Linked DNA regions of Mus musculus: regions 1 and 3 are each linked to region 2. The links are chromatin contacts, called in public Micro-C and promoter capture Hi-C maps. All regions are on one chromosome and are shown on one strand. Each heading gives the region's core, a stretch centred on a gene start, on an enhancer-like site or on the middle of the called end of the contact. The rest is flanking DNA. Distances are from core to core; before and after follow the strand shown.

Region 1 (4,727 bases), core at 1,443-3,942, 220 kb after region 2:
TCAGTCTCATCCCTCCTTTTAGCAAATTTCCATAGAAATTTGGGGATAGCATTCCCTCTTAGAGCCAGCATCCAGCTCCAACTTAAAATGCAGCATCAGAGAGCTTGGCCCAGTCCTAGGTAGAGTAGCCCACTGGGCTCATTTCACTTCCTATAATAAACCTCTGTTTGTGGATGGAACATACAGTGCCAGGCCCTTAGGTGGTTGAACTGTTAAAAAACAATTTACTTAGATTAAGCCAAAACGAGTCTTCCTTTAGCTGCTATCAATGGGCCTCTCTGTCTTTGAAGTCACACAGGACAAGTATAATTCAGTGCGGTCCAATCCTCAGGTATTTCAAAATGGCTGCCACAACCCCAAGAAATTTCTTGTTTTGTGGATAAATGTTTTATATATACAGTTTTATTCATCAGTTAAAACAGATAATGTATACTGTTTTTAATATATATTCTTTGGATATGTATTCAATATATATTTGAACTTCTCTTGCATATGTAGCAGAGGATGGCCTAGTTGGCCATCAATGGGAGGAGAGGCCCTTGGTCTGGTGAAGATTATATGCCCCAGTACAGGGGAATGCCAGGGCCAGGAAGTGGGAATGGGTGGGTTGGGGAGCAGGGCAGGGGAAGGGTATATAGGGGACTTTGGGGATAGCATTTGAAATATAAACGAAGAAAATATCTAATAAAAAAATCAATAACTAAAAAAAAAAGAGTGAAAAGCATAAGGTTGAGAAATATCCCTTAGAACTAACCCGTTTTGATAAGGAAAACATGTGGAATGTACAGAATGCACAGCAGAAAATGCTGTTCAGTTTTCTTCTAGGTAAAAGAAAGGATAAAGAACATATTTGTGTTGTAAAAACATAAATGTCATGTTTTTCATGAACTGAGAAGTTATGCAGCCTATATTCACCATGCCTTCCAGATCAGCCCCACGTCCATAGTAACTCAACTTTGTGTTCTCATTCATTTATACTTTTTGGGTGGAAATTGTTTCAAAACATCATGATATAATAAAGGAGGTAAAACTTCGCCTTACTCTCTTACTCCCAGAGCCAACAGTTGCAGCATCCTTCCCTCTAACTTTTTAATTTTTTTTCTGTGCATTCTGTACATTCCACATTTTTTCCTTATCAAATGGGATTATCCTAAGGGATATTTTCGAAACTTGCGATGTTTTTCACTCTTGAACACACTGGCTGTTTACGCATTCTTCCACCAGAACATTCTTCCACCAGGACAGTTTTAATATGAAGTCGTTTTCTTTCTTTTTTCTTTTTTTCCCTCTTTCTGGGAATAGGGGTTGAAGCCTGCTGTGTGTTTGCTCTACCACAGAGCCATATCTTTAGCTCTGTCCTTAACTTTTTTTTCTTTGCTGTACAGATCTGAATAAGGTCGGAAGTCATGCTGAGTGGCGATCAGTGGGGTCTCCATAAGAAACCCATGGACAAAATTCGTCACAGCATTTAGCATCCAGCTTTCACAAGCTTGTGCATTGATGACATGATTTTGACTATCTGCTTAGTATGTGATTACAAGATTGGCCACAATTAATAAATCTAATGGGTTTCCTATTATTGGACACTGAGGTTGTTTCTAATTTCTGACCATTACAAGCCAGGCTGTGATGAATATTTGAGACACTAAGTCTGGGCAGGTGCTGGCCACTGAGATCAGGAGAAATATTTTTGAAACCTCTAAGCATGAAGTGCTTGCCAGTTGTTGTAACTGGAAGCGTTTTGGCAAAGGCCCAAAAGCTGGCTAATGCCAAGGACTCTGCCTCAAACCTTTTGGCTCTCTAGGGTCACTAGTCATTACCCAGCTCTTTGTCACAGAGGGTTCAGGTTGGCAGGGCCTTGGGGACCCACTGAGCCAGCACCCTCGTCTCACGTGAGATGAGGCCTGGGATGGTCCTTTGGCCAGCCAGTGCTGGGCAGAACCCTTCTAGTCTCCAGCACCTGGGCTCCTAAACTAGAAACTGAGCTGTGGCATTTGGAATCTGCCCTGCAAACTCCCTGGGCCCGCTCTGCTCCCCACACCACACCACTCTCTGCGGAGGCGGTGGAGGGGCTTTAGGAACTTTTGCAAGTCAATTGAGCAGGGAGAGGGGTGGGGAGGGAATTGAAAAGATGACTTGAGGTTTGCCCAGCAGGAGACTGGACAGGCCCCACCCAGAACCCTTCTTTATCCTAAGCCACATGACATACTTCGTGGCAGTGACCCCGTATCAGGGACCACCTGGCAAATCTCCTTGGGATTTGAGCTGAAAGAGCTGGTGAGTCTGTCACTCTTCTTTTCTCACTGGGAACCAGCTTTGCTAAAGGCTCTTGTATTCAGCCTTCTGTCCCAGACAAGCCTGGCTGCCTTTGGGTACTAATGAGAGCCCCTCCTTCCCACCTTGGGTCCTGATCCTGCCTGGGGAATTCACACAAATGGTGTGAGATTTATCCCTTCTTTATTTTCCTTACTGACTTGGAGCTGTAGCAGACCCCTCACCTCCTCCCCAGACCCTGTTTACTCAACTGGGAGAGATTTCACACCCAAGAACACAGCTCTCTCTCCAAGATCCCCCTCCCTAGATCTTTACCAGCATCCCTCATCCCCCATCCTTGCATTGCCTGAATAATTGATGAGTCAAGGCAGGGCTTATAAAAGGGTCTCTAGGGGAAAAGCCAAAAGAGTGCTGAAGGTTCTGAGAACTGGAAGAGCTGTCTGGCTTGGTGTCCCAAGGATGGACCCCGCTGCCTCTCCTGCTGCTGCCCCTCCTGCTGCCCCTGCTGCTGCCCCAGCTGCTGACCCTGCTGCTGACCCTGCTGCTGCCCTCCCTGGCCAGGCCTTGGCCCAAGCCCCTGCCCTAGCACAAATCAATGGACAAGAAGGTGCTAGGAATGAACGGTAAGTGCAACTTAGCCTTTGACAGTCTGAACCCAGGCTTAGGGAGCTGCGGGCAGGAGAAGGTGTGACGCCCATGGTGGTGTCTGGTTCTCTTTGAAGGGGAGAGACAACAGAGAGCCTCAGCCCTTCTTCTATACCTTTGGCTGGAAATAGTTTGCCTCACGTATCATTCCAGGTGACGGGGAAGGGCGCTGAGAGAGAGAGAGAGAGAGAGAGAGAGAGAGAGAGAGAGAGAGAGAGAAAGAGAGAGAGAGAGAGAGAGAGAGAACATTGCCAAAGCTGGAAGCCAAGTAGCCTGAGCTTCATAGGGAGTCCATACAATTCACTGAGGGAACAGGAGAGGCTACTGTGGAAGCTAGGCTTAACGCAACCTGGACTATGGGACCCAGATGGTAGCAGGTAACATAGAGTGACAGGGCCAAAGTCTGAAGAGGCCTTTTGTTGGGGGGGGGGGTTGCTGCCTCTGTCCTGAGCATGCCACGTTTCCTTTTCCTTGTCTCTGAGAGTCTAGAGGAGAAGCAACAGGCCCAGGAGTATTCGAAACCATTTCTCTAATTAGGAAGATGGCAGGGTTCTGTTCTCAATTCTTTGATATCAGAAGCTGGCAGTAAGATAGATCCTCCCTATACAGCAGGCATTCTCTTCTTCCAAACATTTCATGTTCACATTCAATCAACATTTGCTCAAGCCACTCCTTGCACAAGGTAATGTACTAGGGCTTGGCTAGGGGCAAATGTGCCCATACATATCTTTCATCTTAGAAGGGCTCCATCAGACAATGACAAAGCAGTGGGGTAAGAGCAGCGATGACATTGTTGGAGCAGAGAGGAAGGGTATCTGTCCCAGACTTGGCTCAGTTGTCAGGGAACCAGAGGAGTCCTGGAGCACATGGCTTGTGAGTCAAACCTTCAGAGGAAGCCTGTGTTTACATCTTGTACCAATTTATCTCTTTGTCACAGGGCAGCTTATCTTTGGAGACCCTGGCTGTCCTCTATAAACGACCAGCCAAGGCAGGCGAGGAGTCTGGTGGACTGGGTGAGTTTGATGCCCTGTGACATGTTTGCACAGACACTTACAGCCATGTCCCTTCTCAGAAATCCCCTGACCCCAGTCCCAGGATGGACAATCTGGGAAGGCATTTTGCCAACTCTGCTAACATTTCATCCCCACAGTAGCTCTAGGAGGAAGGCAGGACCAAAGCTTCCATGACAAATGAGACTAGGAGATCAAAGCATAGCGTGGGTAAGGGACCTGGGCTGGACTCGCAGTCAGTGTATTATGTATGGAGCTGGTGCTGGGATTCAGGTCCCTTGGTGCCTTGCCTCAGAGCTTACTTACTCTTCTCCCTGAATGTTTTGTCCTCTAAGAGAACTCTGCCCCCTGTATCGCCTCCAAATGGGCACTGAAAGAAAACACTCCCCCAGGACTTGTTTTCAACCAGCTCGAAGACAGACCCCTTGCTGTAGGGCAGGGCTGGGAGGTGGCTGGATCCCAAGGCATGCCTAAAGCATGGAGATTGTCAGAACCTGCAGGTTTCTGACTTTTCTATGGGAGAGGCAGTTAAGCCACATGCTCGCTTTTGCTTTGGACAGGCTGATAATAGGGCGACAGCGGCTGAGGCTGCCAAGACTGACTCTGACTTCCATCACCCGGTCAGGTAAGCTTCTGGCGTTCAAGTTCAGACTATGACAAATAGCCACAAGCACTGCATACGCTCATGACAAGGCCATGATGCAGGAGGAAAGAGGCCATGCGACTTAATAGGCCAAAGTGACTTGCCCCTGAGGCCCTCCCTGTCCCTGAGCTCTCAGAACGAAATCCTGTGATTCC
Region 2 (4,584 bases), core at 389-2,888:
CTGCAGCATGTGTTCCACTATGTTCATAGTGACCTTATGACCTTATTTGCGATAGTCAGAAGCTGGAAGCCACCCAGATGTCCCTCAACTGAAGAATAGATACAGAAAATGTGATACATTTACACAATGGAGTGCTATTCAGCTATTAAGAACAAGGACATCCTGAGTTTTGCAGGCAAATGGATGGAACTAGAAAATATCATCCTGAGTGAGGTAACCCAGACCCAAAAGGACGTGCATGGTATGTACTCACTAAGAAGTGGATATTAACTAAAAAAAAGTACAGAATAGCCTGGATACAATCCACAGATCTCAAAAATCATGTTTTATTTTAACATAGTTCTAGATTTACATTAGAGCTTCATACTCTAGTGTTCCATATGTACTCTACTGTTTTTCTTAGAGTTCATGTCTAACACAACAGTATATTTGTCATGTACAATGAAACTTATTAAATAAAAACTATACTTTATTTATATGTACTTAGTTTTTACCGTGTGTCCTCTGTCTATTTCAAGATCCTACAATACATTTAGAAATCATATTTCTCTTGTTTCCTCATAAATGTGCAGAGTCTCAGAATTTTCTACTTACCTTTTATAGTTTGGAGGCATGGTAGTAGTCCTTCTTTGTTTTATATTTTTGTTTTGTTTTGGTTTTGTTTTTAGTTTTTTTCTTTCTTTCTTTTTTTTTTTTTTTTTGAGAATATGTAGACCTGGCTTGCTTTGAGCTATGTAATTAAATGAGCTTTGTAGCTTGAAATTTCCATCTTATAAATTAATACATTTTCATAACTTTAGAGATACTTGCTTTTCCATTTTGGGCCATTAAGAACACATACTTTTATTGTTTTTGTTATTCATGCTGTTGCTATTGTTGAAATTGGGTCTCGTGTAGTCCAGCCTGCCTTTGAACTTCCCGAACAAGTATTCCACTCCCAGTTTGTGTGGTGTTGAGGATCCCACAGGGGGCTTTGTGCATGCATGTCAAGCCAGCACGTTACAGATTCAGCTACATCCCTAAACCCGGGAACTAATGCTTTTAAACACTTTTCTATACGAAGCTTTTTAAAAATAAGCTATGCTCTGCATCGGAGTTTTTTGCCTGCATGTACGTGTGTGCTTGGTGTCCCAAAAACAAGTCAGATGCTCAGAACTGGAGTTATCGACAATTGTGAACTGCTGTATGGGAACTGAACTCCGGTTCAGTACCATATCTGACTCTGGCTTCGATATATTTTTATAAAATATTCAAAAGTCTGGGTACGTACTGCTTCTGACTTTAAACTAAGGGAACCCAGAAGGATCTGTTACAACTAAGAGAGAAGCATTAGTGCATACAATGTGGTTAGACCAGAGGCTTGAGGGGAAACAGCAGGCAGGTCAGATAAATCCTTAAAAGAGAAGCCTTGCTGACAAGAATGAAGACGGTGATTAGGAACAATATAGGATTTATTGATACTTAGAGAAAAATCCAAGAAGCCAAAGGTGAATCCTAGGCTTATGAGCTTTATATTTTGGATGTTATCTTTAACCTGGGCCAAAAATTCTTAATTTCCAATAAACCCATCACCCAATACCCGCTTTCTCTTTCCATCATCACATTACTACACTTCCCAGAGTTCCACGCTCCAACCTTCATCACCTTTGAGTCTGCCGCACAGATTGCTGGGAGTTGAGGTCTCCTTCCTATTTACCCAAGTTAGTGATAGGGGCCTGCGGAAACATGAAGAGGTAAGGTCATATCCGGGTTGCTGAAGGCAACTTTTATCTTTTACTATGAAACTTTTGTGTCTTTTTTTTTTTTTTCCCTTTTGTTTGGGATGTGTCACGTTCTTGAGGGGCGGTTTTTCTCCAGCGGGAAGACAAAGGAGAAAGGAGGAGGGAAGGCCGGCAGGCTGGACCAGTCTGCGGGGGTGAAGTTCTGGAAGGGCCGTAGCCAGGCGGGTTTCCACTGGAATGTTTCCCTCAGGGCAGAAGCGTCTGGAGCTGCCTGGCCTCTCACATTCCTGACTCTCCGGATGCTCACGCCAGCCACTCCCTGGCCCGCCCGCTGGTCCTGCTAGGTCTCACCGGCCAGAGGGTCAGAGGGTGGGCACTTTACTTTGTCTAGATTTTAAAGACATAATGGGCCCGCCACACCGGGTAGTGCTTTGAGATCTTCAAGTTACAGGGTGATAGTTTGCATCTCCAAATTGAGCGCAGATCTGGCTTCGGGTGCTTTGGAAGAAGAAAGGAAACTTAGGGCAGTTTCCCCTCCTGATTCTGCAGTAAATGGCCCTTTGAGCCTGGTGCGGACCTCCCTGAGGCCGGAGCTTCCCAGTTATTGACAGGACAGGAAACCTTAAGAAAAAGGAGCCACTTAGTTTTGGCTTCACACTGCCATTGAATCTTCGCACTGGAACAGTGGCACAAAGAACCTGTTTAGGAATGCTTTCTCCTGAATTGTTTTTAAAAGGTTTTTGTTGTTGTTTGTTTCATTTGTTGTCTTGTTTTCATGTTTCCTCTGCTTGAATTATTTTAATTATTCTGTGATGAGATTCCTCATACATGGAAAGTGAATCTAGTGTATTGCTTGGGTGATTATAAAGAGCTGTTTGCTATACAGGTTAAGAGGTAGGACATGATTCACATAAGTGCCTTAGAAGCCCCCTTGGCTCTCAGATTGCTTCTTCCCCTTTTATCTAGGAGTTTGCACCAATTACAATTATTCCTTTGCCTTTTGTTTGTTTGTTTTTGTTTTGTTTTCTTGGGTTTTTTTAAGACAAGGTTTCTCTGTGTAGCCCTGGCTGTCCTGGAACTCATTCTGTAGACCAGACTGGCCTCGAACTCAGAAATCCGCTTGCCTCTGCCTCCTAGGTCCTGGGATTAAAGGTGTGAGCCACCACAGCCCAGCTGTTTGTTCCTGTTTTGTTTTTTGTTTTTTAGTTCATTTTCCACATAAGAGTTTAATCCCTGAACAAAATATTCCTAGTATCATCTGTGCTTTAACCTTATATAAATGAGAGTATATTGTCTTTTTCTGTGATAAGCTTTTTTTAAAAACCCACAGTATTTCTCAATAGAGCCATGTGTGTTGATATGCTTATTCATGTTTAACAGATTAAATTTAGCAGTAACTTTTGGGATTGTAAATAAAGATAGACTTAAAAGGTTTTTAAAAACTTAGTTCTAGAGTTATTTTAGAATATTTCAATATGGGTCCAGCTCTTTCTAGGAATCTTATAATTACAGGGATTTTTTTGTACTTATTATAAACCCCAGTAGACAAGGTCTGTTTGGTAAGAAATTCGATATTTAGTTTTCTCATGGATTTAACTCATCTTTGTGTTTGTTCATGTGTCTCTACCCTGTTCTCATATGGTTACATGGTTGTGTTATTTCTTGGGACGTGAGTAAGAGTTCTTAATCACTTGAGGTTGGCTCACAGCCCTGATCCAGTTGTCTACCCCACAAGACGCTCTTCATACTTTCTGCCCTTCTTCAGAATTTCTTCTCTAGTGGCTTCAGATCTTATGACCTCACATGGCTTCAGCTTCCTCTGTGTTGAGCCTCAGACTGTCCTCCCGGTAAGAACTGTAGCCAGTCAACGTTTGTTGTTGCTTCAGACCAGTGCCTTGGAAGTGCACTTCATGGGAGGATTTCAGAGTTGGAAGGGCTGCTCACCTCAGTGTAGGTTGTAGTGACACTGACCTTCCATGTATCCCAGCTGGAACCATTTTCCTTCCTTCATACCCACATTCTGTGAAGCTGTGCCAACAGCTCGAAATTGAGTGTTTGCATTTATGTGCCTGTCTGTTTTACTTTTTTAACATCATTCACCTAAAGGCTTTTCCCACTGAATCCTTCCTTTGTATTTCTGCTAGTTCTACCCTAGTCTGCACCTTCATTGCCACATACCTCAATAGTTTCCTAACTAGTTGCTCTAGTTCTATCTTCTAATCCACATGGTCTTAAACACTGCTTACTCTTTGACACCTAGTGGACTGATAAATTGCTTCCTAATCCGTGTATGCTCAGGTCTGGTCCAGAATCCCTTACTTCGTGTATTTAAGGCTGTTCAAAGCGAGTATCTAAATAGAGGTTCCAGGTATCCCACAATTCGTGGTCTGTCTCTTTGTATTTGCTTTCCTTTACTTTGTCACATCCAATCTTTCCCGTACCAGTTTAAGAATACTATTCTGAAGTTATCTTTACCACTTTAGCTCCCAGGTTAGCCCTTTCTTCTGCAAACTTCTACTCATTTGAGCATGGTTCTCTATTATTATTTAGATTCCCTCTCTTTATAGACACAGGTACACAGCACAAGAGGATATACATCTTCTCCCTAAATATATTACAAATTCCTTGATCAAAACTATGCCTAGAATATCTTTAATTTCCACAAGTAGTATCTTAGTTAACTTTTCTACTGCTGTGAAAAGACAACATGACCAACAGCAACTTGAAGAGGAAAGGGTTCATTCTAGCTTATAGCTCTGAGGTCACACTCCATCACTGAGGGAAGTCAGGGCAAGAACTCAAACTTGGCAGGAACCTAGAGGCAGGATCTGATGCAAAGGCCACGGAGGGGTGGTGTTTACTA
Region 3 (4,239 bases), core at 1,657-4,156, 170 kb before region 2:
GAATGCTGTAGCCTCAGTCTCAGGAACCCTAATAGATTTGGTCCATGCCTATCAAAAACCGACTCTCATATTTTATAATCAGGAGATGACAGTTTTTATAAATGCACTTCTGTAGAAGACATCCTCAAGCAAGCAAACCCACTCAAAATGTACTGCTAGCTTCTCATTGCTACTGCATCAAGCACTCTATATAAGACCTTGGTTTTGGTTTGTTTTAAATAGAACCTTAGAATAACTCTGTGAGGCAGGGAGAACAGGGACTGCCATTGAGATGAAGAGACTAAGAACTAGAAAACTTATTATCTCAAACTGGAAGAACCCTGAAGTCAAGCTAGAAATTAGGTCCTTTGAGATCTGACCCATGCTTTCTTCTATGCATTAGCCCTCCACCATTTCCAAGGGCGTGTGGTCCAAGACATTCAGTAGAGGCTTAAAACTGTTGAGAATTCTGAACTCAATATGTAATCTCTGTGAAATCATGGTGGTAGACCATGATTGAGAGGGTTGCTGAGTGACTAAGGGACATATACAGAATGGATATGCTAGATAGAAGGATGCCATGAGACTTCCTCATGCTACTCAGATTGAGGACAAGTTTTAATCTTAGGAATATTTTATTTCTGGAACTTTCTTACTTAGTATTTTCAGCCTACAGATACCCATGAGTAGCTGAGAAAAAGGCAAATGGAATTGTGGGTAGGTAAGAAAACCTATTGTCCTGTGGAGAAAGGCCCATTTTTAATAACCCTTTCACTATCATTTTTGCCCATGTTTTCCTTGCCTTGCTAGACTCTGCTCCTTCTATCTACCCTCTGGAACCTTGGGTTTATACCTCCTTCATTCAGATCTGCCTTGTGTAAGTCACAGTCCAGTCTCTGTACCTAGTTCTTTGCTTGATCCCAAGAATGTGTTCATACAGAGGATGTGTATAAAGTTCTAGCCCAGTGGAGTGGAAGGGTTAGCAGAGAAGGTATCTATCCTATGTCTGCCCTTGATTTTCTTTCTGTTCTGAGATATGTTTGCTTTCTTTGAGTCTTCACAGCCAGAATTGAAATCAAAGCTGTAAAACATGCCAAGTCAATGGCTGTAATAAAACTACTTTAAATCTCTGTTCAAAGTGTTTATTTATATTATATCCCAAATGTTCTGTTTGGAATGCCAAAGCTTTTTCCAGTAGCAACAAGCCACTGGAGAAATAAGCATTAAGTACAAATCAAGCTAGATCAGCCACTGGCCTGATTCAAAATCACCGGTCAGGACATAAATTTGAAATAAAGTGGGAACGCATTGCCTTCTAATTAGGAACTGTGGCATTAGAAACCCTCTCCATCAGTGTGTTTGCATCTTCCATGATTTCTTCTGTGTAGTAGGCTATAAATTACCAGAAAATGTGAAGATGAAGAAGCAAATTACAGCCTGGCATGTTGATACTACTAACTGTAGTTCTAGCTCCTGGGAGCTAGAGGCAGGGGGATCCGGAGTTTGGGGTCATCCTTAGTTGTATAGCAAGCTCCAAGCCATCTTGGAGCCATGTGAGACACTGTCTCAAATGTCCTCCCTGTTTCCCCCCAAAGCAAGCAAATCATATCCACCCTGTGTTTGTAAAGTGATTTATGCAACTAGAGCCCGTGTCCAGTCCTGAACTTGGGACCCTTATCAGGAATCACATGAAGTGGTGTGGGGAGGTTCTGAGAATGTACATTTGTGACATACTTCCCCAGGTGGTGCAGGTGCTGTTAGACTAGTGTAAACAAGTTGAGACTCTCAGCCTTAGGGGCTGTACTGAAGAGACAGGAAAGTCAAGGGACTCTGGACCCAGGGGAACTCGTGCAGAGGCAAGGATTGCATCACACAAGGAGGTTCCAGCCAGCTACAGACAGGGCTCAGCGGCCCACTCCTGGGTCTCAGTAGTTATAGAGTACAAGTTAACCCAAGTTGGGCCTTGTGACAAAAGCCTTGCTCTTTGTGGAGTTTTTCTAATTCTTGCTGTCATGCCTCGTTCTTCCCACATGAGGAGAGAGTGGTGAAGGAAACTGTGGCACTCATCTTCCCTGGAACCAGTGGCCCATGATGAGCCCTGAGTTCCAGAGCTGTAGCAGTTGAGAACTACCTACAGTAACTCTCAGGCTGATGGCCCCATGTGGTGGCTGAGAATGCACATCTTTGAAAAGCCCAAGCGACACTGACTTCTTGACAGAAGGGGCTACGAAGTAATCTGTGTCCTTAAGACTGAGGGGCCTGTGACAGTGAGAGACCGGCAGAACAGGGGAAGTTTAAATATATACTGAGGATTTCATTGTCATGGGTCACATTTTTCTAGAGTTATGAGTTTGCAAGAACTATACCAATTTATGTACAACATTTCTTCATTGCAAACTAGGTTTCAAACCACTGTTTGGATTGGGTAGTTTGGGTTCAGAGGAGAAGGGAACTAAGAGTTACTGAGAGTTAGGTCTCAAACCTGGGACAAAGGCTAACTGAGGTGCCTATTTAACGTATCAGAGTGGACCTGGCTGCCAGGTTCTCCCTGTAACCCTCAGTCTCTACCTATTTACAGGGTATGACTGGTATACTAGAAACTCTCAGAGTAGGCACAAGACACCCCAAGACCGCGTTCAGCACAAAGGAGCACTATTTGCCCCGCAGGGACAGAGGGCAGGCATAAGAGACAAAGACAGGAAGTAGAGGAAGAGGAAGAAAGGTAAGGCAACAGGGAGGGGGAGAAAAGGGTCAAGGGAGACAGGGAAGGGAAGGACAAAGGACTGCCTCTGGGTAGAGAGGAGACAGATCTGGCCCATAGGAAAATAGCCATTTATAAAGGTAAAAGGGGAAACCCCATGTTAGGATGAGGTGTTTCATTTTGATTGGACAGGCTAATTAGGTGAGGTAATGGCCCGCTTTTGCTTGCTGGACCTTGGTAGTCAGCCTCAGGAGGAGGAAGTGGCCAAAGAATGTAATGATCCTCTGTGGCTAGCTTTAGAAGTGTAATCTAACAGTTTTTTTTTTTCCTTTTTTCTTTTTAGCAAGGCAGAGGGAATAAGGAAGGACAAGGCCTGTCAGAGCCATGTTGCCGTGCTTGGACTGGCTAGAGTTCCTTCACCCTGCCCTCCTCCCTAACCTGGTTGGGTTGTCCTGCCCCAGTAGACTCTTTCCTAGCCGTTTTGGTAACCTGACTCTTTTTTTTTTTTTTACTTTTTCTCATCAGGGCCCCTGCACCTGGTGCCTATATGTCTAGCTCCCTGTCCGCCTCACATGGCTCGGGGTCATGTCTCCTCTTAACTCTCCCAGGTGTCCCTCCCTCAGGCTCTGTTTTCCCTTTCGCTGAGTTCTAAGGGACTCCAGAGACTCCAGGACTCTGAGGCTCCAGGGGTGATTAGTGCCTCAGTTTCTCCTATCATCCTCTCCTCCTGTAGGAAGAAGACGTTCTTCCTGTTTTCCTACATGTGGTACTCATTCACTGAGTTCTATGAAACTTTTTGGGCGGGGGGGGCATTCCCCCAGAGTTACCCCATTTGCTTCTCCCACCAACCCAGTTGGGTACAGACACCAATTACTGCATCTCTTGTGACAGCCTCCGGGAGTTTCAGTCAGTCACCTGCCCATTGCCACACTGTTTATCAAAGCTAGATCTGGATTCCAGATCAGAGCTGGCTCCAAAGCCTTTCTCCCCACAGCTGCTCCTAAGTGCACAAAAGACATGCCCTGCTCACAAGAACAGGGGAAAGGAAGGGGGATTTCAGCAACAAAGGTCACGGGAACAGAATCTTCTAGTAGCCAAGGTAAGGAAGGATGAGGCTAGAGGGAGAAATTGGCCCTCAATTCAGAGACTGTCCATTCACAGCTTGACTTCTTGCAGTCTCCTACCCACAAAGCTCTGGCTTAGCCCGCTTTCCTGGGAACACAGTCTGGGATAAGTCCCCAAGCTCACAGGCTATTTCAGGGAAGAAGCCCGGACAGGAACTTACGACCTTTCCACCCAGCCTAGTCTGATCTCCCAGTCTGATACCGCCCAGGTTTCAGGATGTCCACTCCTATAGGACACAGGACCTTAGAGAATGGGTCAGTACAGGATAAGAAGAACTTGCCCACAGCATGGTGCTTAGCTTAGGAATGCCAACATTTGTGTTGGCTTTAGGGGGCAGCTTCCTTAGCTTTTGACCTTGGGAATGGAAAGCTGTAACTGGCAGTAGATGGTTCAGAGTAGCCAAGGCCCTGGAGCAGGGGGAAGCTGGCGTTGAT

What was found. Promoter capture Hi-C pulls out the DNA fragments that hold promoters and counts their contacts. Hi-C and Micro-C count contacts between places; a contact is called where the count stands out from the background.
Region 1: a contact with region 2 is called in a promoter capture Hi-C map of the HPC-7 cell line. The contact joins the promoter of Ripply1 here to the promoter of Rbm41 in region 2. A contact is called at or near these places in 3 of 39 promoter capture datasets (the HPC-7 cell line, cranial neural crest and pre-B cells), 2 of 484 Hi-C or Micro-C datasets (both in embryonic stem cells), 1 of 115 datasets of contacts at active chromatin or transcription factors (pancreatic cancer cells) and 1 of 9 other capture datasets (adipose tissue).
Region 3: a Micro-C map of trophoblast stem cells shows a contact between it and region 2, with 4 times the contacts expected there. The contact joins the enhancer-like site here to the promoter of Rbm41 in region 2. A contact is called at or near these places in 1 of 39 promoter capture datasets (hippocampal neurons) and 3 of 484 Hi-C or Micro-C datasets (embryonic fibroblasts, liver and trophoblast stem cells).

Annotation. Positions count from the first base shown.
Region 1 is chrX:139,780,318-139,785,044 of GRCm38.p6, reverse strand. Ripply1 (ripply transcriptional repressor 1) reads left to right here and starts at 2,692. Exons shown (of 4, transcript NM_001037915.2): 1 at 2,692-2,897; 2 at 3,857-3,932; 3 at 4,490-4,554. The coding sequence starts at 2,734.
Region 2 is chrX:139,995,649-140,000,232 of GRCm38.p6, reverse strand. It overlaps Rbm41 (RNA binding motif protein 41), which reads left to right and starts at 1,638. Exons shown (of 7, transcript NM_153586.2): 1 at 1,638-1,733. The coding sequence starts at 1,726.
Region 3 is chrX:140,163,723-140,167,961 of GRCm38.p6, reverse strand. No RefSeq gene overlaps it. Among named protein-coding and RNA genes, the nearest start is that of Gm39537, 27 kb to the right of the region's middle. Within about 2 kb of position 2,906, at least 3 of the 459 cell types and tissues checked have an H3K27ac peak or open chromatin away from gene starts, as enhancers often do. A contact at or near this core is called in trophoblast stem cells, where this site is marked.